Linked DNA regions of Zea mays: region 1 is linked to region 2. Evidence: chromatin contacts called from public ChIA-PET data. All regions are on one chromosome and are shown on one strand. The core of a region is the stretch at or near the end of the contact, and the rest is flanking DNA. Distances in the headings are between cores, read along the strand shown.

Region 1 (3,483 bases), core at 74-2,573, 160 kb before region 2:
AATACCAGCAACGGGTAACATCTGAAAACTCAAAGGCCGGTATCACGCACCAGGATCATCGTCTTCACTATCGGTGTCCCAAAAGGGAGGGGATGTTGAAGGGATCCCATTATCAACATGTTCGCAGGAGCGCCACTCAGAAAGGGAATCAGCAGAGACATTGTGATCCCCCAAACCACTGGTGCTTGCAGCAGAATCATCCATTATGATAGTGCCAGCCATCAGCAAATCCTCGATATTCCAATAATTGCCTTAAGTCACAGCTGCATATAGAAATAACAAGGACAAACTCACACTAAATATAGTATAGTTACCATTTGAAATCAACAGATTCAAATGTATGATGAGTGATGACCTCTCAAAATTCACACTAAATCAGCTCCAGAATTGCAATTAAGCAACAACATCCGATAAACGTGGCATAGGAATTACTACAAAGCTAATAAAGGACCTTGTGTTTCATATGCAACCCCAATGATTTTTACAGGAATAAAATAGGTAGAGAATAAAGCTAAAGTTACTCCAGCCAGGGATGGACTTGGTGTGGGGCATAAAGGTTCCACAGGAAACCCTATTTGGAACCAAACTACACTAGCACTTACTTTGGCAACGAGAAGTCATATGGTGCTAAGGGGGCAACTAATGTTGAATTTAACCAAATCCACTGATTGGCAATGATGGATTGGATTGGTAGGCCACCACGCAGCAACACATCAATCCACAGCAAACTGAATGGAGATTGGGCCATTGCGGGGAGGATACGAAGATTCGATTGAAGATGGAACCAACTCATCCGAACAAGCTTAGGATTACTTTCAAATCCGCGCCGGCATGGATATCCACACCGCTAGCACGATAAGGGAGCGGCGCTACGGAGGCGGCGGCGGACTGAGCTGCGGCAGGCGTAGGATCCCTCAGAGAGAGGAGAGGGACCGGCGGCCTAGAGCCGCTCGGCTGCGCCGCGATGTGTTGGTAGCCTAGGTCTACACCTGTGAAGCCTATGGAGGAGAGCTATACCTGCGTCCACGGCGAGACGGAGCTGAGGCGGCGGTTCTCCGGTTCTCCCGCACCGCGCGAGAAGAAAGCGAGCAGACAGGAGAGAGAGAGAGAGAGAGAGAGAGAGAGAGAGAGAGAGAGAGAGAGAGAGTATAGTATTTGGATTAGGAACTTAGGGTGTGATGTGTTTCTTCTTGGCGCGGCCAGCTTGCTGCCGCCGAATGCGCGAACCCGTTGGGAACTACTGCAGCCTGCAGGTCTGCAGCAGGAGGGAGCGGCGTACGTACGTAGACTTTCTCGTGCCTCGAATCAAAAAAAATCAAAAAATCTATATTATGCTCACTTAAGGAAAGTATATGTAGATATAGGGCTTAGAACATCTCAAAGAAACTAGACAAATCACAAATGACTCGGTAAGCCAAATTTTGACAATTCAACAGCAAAATAGCTCTTCAATAGACTACCTATCTGACTCGACTATACGACTCTTTAAATTGGTTTTCTCACTAGCCAAATTTGGCAAGCCACCTGAGTAGTCAAATTAAATAAATAGTTTGTTGGTGTGAGATGCTACATATAGAGTGTAATCTTTATGAAAATGTAATCTTAGAGATGCTCACCCTCACGAAAAAAACACCAGCTTCTTACTTAAATTAAAACGTAAAAAAGATTTTTTTTGTTATGTTGGAAAATAATTTTCCAGAATAACCAATGTCCGTTAGGCACCTAATCTTTTTTCAATACAGAAAGCTTTATTGAATTTTCAAGTCTATACATCGAGGTGATATAAAGTCTTGAAAAAAACACACTTCTGGCCTCTGCATAACGGATGCACACAACCTAAAAAAAGGAAAAGACCGCATGGTAGAACTCAAGCACTAATGACAATCGATTCTAAGGCTAGACTGCCACTCATGTGCCTGGATAAAAAAAACTTAGCCACTAGCATCAAGTGATGAGATGCCACAACAACAATGTCCTATGAAGTTGGTCGCTGCAAAATAGCCCATGAACGGAGCCAACGAACATTTTGAAGACAACCAGCAAAGGAGATAAGTTATGTTTTTTTATCAAATACCAAGACTATTTATGTAAAGCCATAGCGACCAACAAGTAGCAGTCGCCTCTAACAGAACTAGTTGCTTTTTTCTTTTCCAATGCCCCACTGTAGGAAACGGGTGACGCCTAAGAGGGAGTGAATTAGGACTTCTAAAACTTTCACTAAACTTGGCCACAAATAAATCCCTAGAGCAAAATCTATGCAAATAATAAAACTAAAATATGTAAACTAGGTTTTGTCTAAGTGTTGCTATCTCTACCGCAATGGCTAAGTTTCAATCTACACTATATAAGTATAAAGACAAGATTGAAACTTAAATGTTTAATATAAATGCGGAAGCTTAAATAACAAGGTAGATATACAAACTCTCGTGGATGACGCCGGTATTTTTACCGAGGTATCCAGAACCACGCAAGATCCCTACTAATCCTCGTTGGTGCCCCTACGCAAAGGGAAGCCCACGCGAGGGCCAAGCATCTCGGTCGAGTAACTCCATAGAGAGTCGCGGGCCTTCTCCACGCGCAAGTGGTGCTCCGGTTCCGGCTCCTCTCGGACGCTCCCCGTCGTCTCCACTATCGAGCTTCCGGCCGAAAACGTCGCGGGCCTCGTTCCCTTTGGTACACGGTGGCGACCGTGACACAAACGCGGTTGTCACGGTCTCGCAAGACTCTTGCCCCACTCGGTACAATTACAACGGCTCGCGCAAGAGCCGAGGGGTTGTGTGGTTTGTCTAAACTCACTCAACTAACTAGGATTTACCCAGAGCAAGCGCTAATGTGGTCTAACTAACCTAAGCACTTCGTAAAGCACCTACGCTAATCACCGAGTGATTATATTAAGCACTTGGGTGTTTGAGCACTTGGAAATGTCTACAATATGCCTTGGTATGTTTCTTGGGCTCCCACACTAGAGAATGGCCGGTTGGATGGTATTTATAGCCCCAACCCCCAAACTAGCTGTTGGACAGAAAGCAGCAGCTTTCTGTCGTCGGGCGCACCGGACAGTCTCGTGCACCACCGGACAGGCACTGTGCAGTGTCCGGTGCACGCCACGTCAGTCGACCGTTGGCGTCTGTAGCAGTCGACCGTTGGATCCGACCGTTACCGACTGTCTGATGCACACCGGACAATCCGGTGCTATAGCCCGAGGGCGCCTGTCTGCGGCCCCTCTGCGCAGACTGTCCGGTTGTCCCACCGGACAGTCCGGTGCGCACCGGACAGGTACTGTTCACTGTCTGGTGCGCCACCAGGCGCTGGCTGACATCCCTCTTCTAGGGTTTCTTCGCTGATTCCTTTGGGCTTTTTTTGTTCTTGAGTCTTGGACTTCTATGCATCTTTTTATGTCTTCATTTGAGGTGTTGCATTCTCATTGCCTAGGTCCAATCCTCTTCGCATCCTGTGAACTATAATTAAAAACACTAGCAAACA
Region 2 (4,000 bases), core at 1,439-3,938:
ATCAAAATCTGCAATGTGGTTAGAAATTGAAAACCACGAGACAAAAAGTAACGAAGGAATATAGGAAACAGAAGTTTTAATTGATCATTTCTAATTTATTTTGACCAAGCATGAACTTCCTCATCCTGCTGTATGTCCGCTTTGTGACCAAGCGATGAAACAATCCAGCATGTGCTTATCTCTTGTGTTTTCTCACGGCAAGTCTGGACCATGATTTTTCATAAACTCAGCATGGCCAACCTTGCGCCAAACCCAGATGCAACTATATTTTCTAGCTGGTGGTTTAGTGCTGCAAAGGGGGCTTCTAAGGAAGTCAAAAAAGGCTTTGATTCCCTAATTATCTTGGTTGCTTGGGAACTTTGGAAGCATCAGAATGCCTGTGTTTTTGAAGGAGTAAGGCCGAGATTCGAAGTTGTCTTGCAGGCTATTGTGTATTAGAGCAGCCTATGGTGTTCTGCTGGTGCTTTAGGGGCTTAGTGCTCCAAGAGTTGCTCTTGAGGTCGCTTGCCCTGGTCAACTAAAAATCTTATTTAACTGAGGGGCTGCCGGTGGCCGTTTTTTTTTCTGTTGTGTTGTGCATTCTCTGTGTTTTTTGGGGTCTGGAAAAGGCACTTCGCCTCTTTCCGTTGTATTTCTATCTTCTTAGGGGGTGTTTGGTACTTTGGTTTCTAGGGACTAATTTTTCGTCCCTCCATTTTATTCCATTTAGTCCCTAAATTGCCAAATACTGAAACTATCCGTATTTAGCAATTTAGGGACTAAAATGGCATAAAATGGAAGGACTAAAAATTAGCCTATAGAAACCAAACACCCCCTTAGTGAAATGACATGTGGTTCTCCTGCATAGTTTGAGAAAAAATATATAGAAAAGGTTCCATATCTTGTACTTTTTCTATTTATGGCAAAATCCACATTCAATTGGCAAATGTATTAGTATTACTCCTGTAAACCAACTTATATGCTCGGCGTTCCAGAAAAAATATGCTCAGCAATACATGGGTTTCCTCATGACCAGAATAATATGTATTATTGATACTGGGAAATCAATTTTAACAAAACTAGCATTTTTTCCTGAAATAGGAGGAAAATCTTGGTAATATGTAGCAATCCTTTGTTGACTTACATTGTAACAAATGAAGGCAGATACAAGATAGCTTTACTAGTAAAATTATGTGTGGTCTAACCTGTGATATTTTTAGAATGCCCTATCATTTTTTGAAGAACAGATGGTGGCTCAGAAACCTGGCAGACCATCAAGCTGCCATCTGCCGCACCATATGCAAGCAGATCAGAATTTGCACGGCCAAATTTCAGTATAGTAACTGCCAAGAATAAAATCAGTCAATAATGAGTACTAACCAAATCAAACAGATAAAAATACTTGATCGCTGAAAGAGAAGAAACACATGGCATGACCATGGGTCCATAAAAAAACCTGAGGCTTTGCAGTTGTCAAAGATGCAGTGCACTCCAACAAATGAGTATGCAGGCTCGGCAAATCTGACATGCCGCTCAGTATCGCTCTGCTTTGAGCCAATACTTATGGCCTGGTTTAACACTCCGCTGTTACTTCTCAAGTCCTGCATCAAACATGTTACACAAAAGTTTAAAGTGGCATGAAAGTATCTCTTGCATAAAATTTTCTTTATGCATCAGTCTCCTGTGTAAAATTATCCACAAAATCCTCTACGCACGATCTAAAAAATGAAACTTGAAAGTATGAGGTAACACACACACACACACACACACACACACACACACACAGAGAGAGAGAGAGAGAGAGAGATAAGATGAAACATACCCGCATATAATTCCAGCTGTCTGCCTCGGAGAGTATAGCATGTACCGGAGAGGGAGCCCACCTTCCACTGATCAATTACAGATGTTATAATAACTATCACATGATAGCTATGTGTCGAATGTTATGCACAAGTTTGATTACACTAGGCCTTACATTTCACCTTAACTGTTCAGTCACACTATGTATTCAAAAGTTTTAAGGTTGAGAGCAAATACTGTCAGTGAACAAGCATGGCCAACAAACTAACAACGCAATTAGAGCAAGATACGCGAACACAGCAACATTGGTCTCATTTTGTTGACCGCAGGCAACGACACACGGAAAAAAAAGATCTAAGGCGCACCAACCTGTTGCTGGGCGTGCTCTGGGCGCTGCCGCCGTCGATGCGCCGGAGGAGAAAGTTGCGGTAGGCGACATAGCCGTTGTCATTGCACCGCCACTCCTGCCCCAGGAACGCCTCCCACGAACACCAATGAGTCGGATTCATCCATTCCCCAAAGCTAAATGCAATATGAACGAGGGGGATCTAAGAAGCGGGGGGTACGCCTACATACCATTCGGTGCTGAAGGGCGGAGGGGGGCTTGCGGCGGAGAAGGAGGCGGCGGAGGGTAGCGTAATCGGCGTCGGGGCGGGACGAGGAGGAGGTCGGTGGCTGCAGGACGCAGCTGAGGAAGTCAGGGTCCGTCGGAATGGAAGGGGCAGCGGGACACTCCGGGGGGGAGGAGGAAGAGGCCGTGGCCGAGTCGGCGGCAGCCATCTCCTCCGTCTCGCCGGCCGCGTGGCGTGTCGCCCGCGCGCGCCCCGGGGAGATCAGGGACGAGGCCGGGCGGGTGCTTGGGATCTCAGGGAATCGGCCACTTCGGGCGTCGTACAGGGGTCTGCTGGCAAGAAGTGGTTTGTTTGTTTGACCTGTACTCTATGGTTCTGATTTCGTATAAAAAATATATTAACAACATTCATACTTTTAATTTAATGAGTAATACAATATTATTATATGTAAATAAAATTTTATAATTTGAAATTTCCAACTTATGTTGGCATAACCTATATTTAAATTGTAGTTCCACGTAAAACATATAATTTTGTAGTTGACATTTTTTTTAAAAAAATAGTTTTTTAGGCTTAGATATTTGTTTTGTCCTCTAATTTTAAAATCCAACTTTAAAAATAATGTAAATGAACTCAGATGTTAATGTGGTCGATATTAAAATTGTAACTCTCAATATGTTATACAACTTTATAGTTGATAATATTTAACTAGGATTGTTTAGAGGCCCAAATTTTTATTTTAAATTATAATACTTTGAATTTTAATTTATTTGAACTTTCAAACGACAATAAAATGACCTATAAATGATTTCAAATTAAAAAAATTACAACTATAAAATTATAGATCATGTTGAGAACTATAACTTTGGTGTGTACCACATCAAATTTTGGGGTCATTTAAAAATAAAATCAAAATTAGAGAACCACATTAAATTTTGCTTCTAAATGATATTACATAAAAAATCAACTACAAAATTATAGGTTTTATTTGGAACTACAACTTTAGTATATATGTCAATATCCAAGTTCATTTAAACATTTCAATAAATAAATTTAAAATACAGTAACTTAAACAAATAGCTTAGCCTTAAAAATATTATATGAAAATGTTGTCAGCTATAAAGTTATGGTTTATATCAAGTTCTACATCTTTGATAAAGGGCACACAACTTTATATGAAAAGGTGGTGTTTTATGTAAGAGAAAGATAGATTGAATGATAGGCAAGTACCATGTCAGCAAAACAACGCTCAACAGAGCACTTTAAAATGGTGAATTGGAGTATTTTTATGGTTTTAAGAAATATATGGTGCATATTGTCCGGTATTGATGAAGTTTGAGTATGTCTTTCAATTCCAGCAACTTGTTCAAAAGGCTGAATCAGACTCTACTATATTAATATAATTAAATGGAGATGTTTTGAGGATTTTACGATCTTCGAGCTAGAAGTGAACACAGCCAGAATTCCCTCAGATTAACGCTGCAACTTGCAATGCTGCGAAAGCAGGGCATTTTTTTTTGGCAAGGAGACGTTTTTTTCCGGAGAAGATGAAACGGTATTATTGACCAATAAGCAGCACCTAGACGACTAGTACACGTTGCTTAGTAATTTACACAGGGCAATTGTCTGTATGCCATCGGAAATTATTT

Evidence for each region. ChIA-PET counts read pairs in DNA pulled down with a chosen protein or histone mark.
Region 1: an RNA polymerase II ChIA-PET map of seedling shows a contact between it and region 2, with 5 times the contacts expected there. The contact joins the promoter of LOC103652457 here to the promoter of LOC100192985 in region 2. A contact is called at or near these places in 20 of 25 Hi-C or Micro-C datasets (bundle sheath, ear, endosperm and 6 more) and 2 of 3 datasets of contacts at active chromatin or transcription factors (leaf and seedling).

Annotation. Positions count from the first base shown.
Region 1 is chr3:197,006,464-197,009,946 of Zm-B73-REFERENCE-NAM-5.0, reverse strand. LOC103652457 (TNF receptor-associated factor homolog 1a) reads right to left here and starts at 1,323. Exons shown (of 14, transcript XM_020550449.3): 1 at 1,018-1,323; 2 at 51-263.
Region 2 is chr3:196,851,037-196,855,036 of Zm-B73-REFERENCE-NAM-5.0, reverse strand. LOC100192985 (Transducin/WD40 repeat-like superfamily protein) reads right to left here and starts at 2,688. Exons shown (of 12, transcript NM_001366982.1): 1 at 2,356-2,688; 2 at 2,149-2,243; 3 at 1,802-1,868; 4 at 1,436-1,580; 5 at 1,185-1,322; 6 at 1-8. The coding sequence starts at 2,559.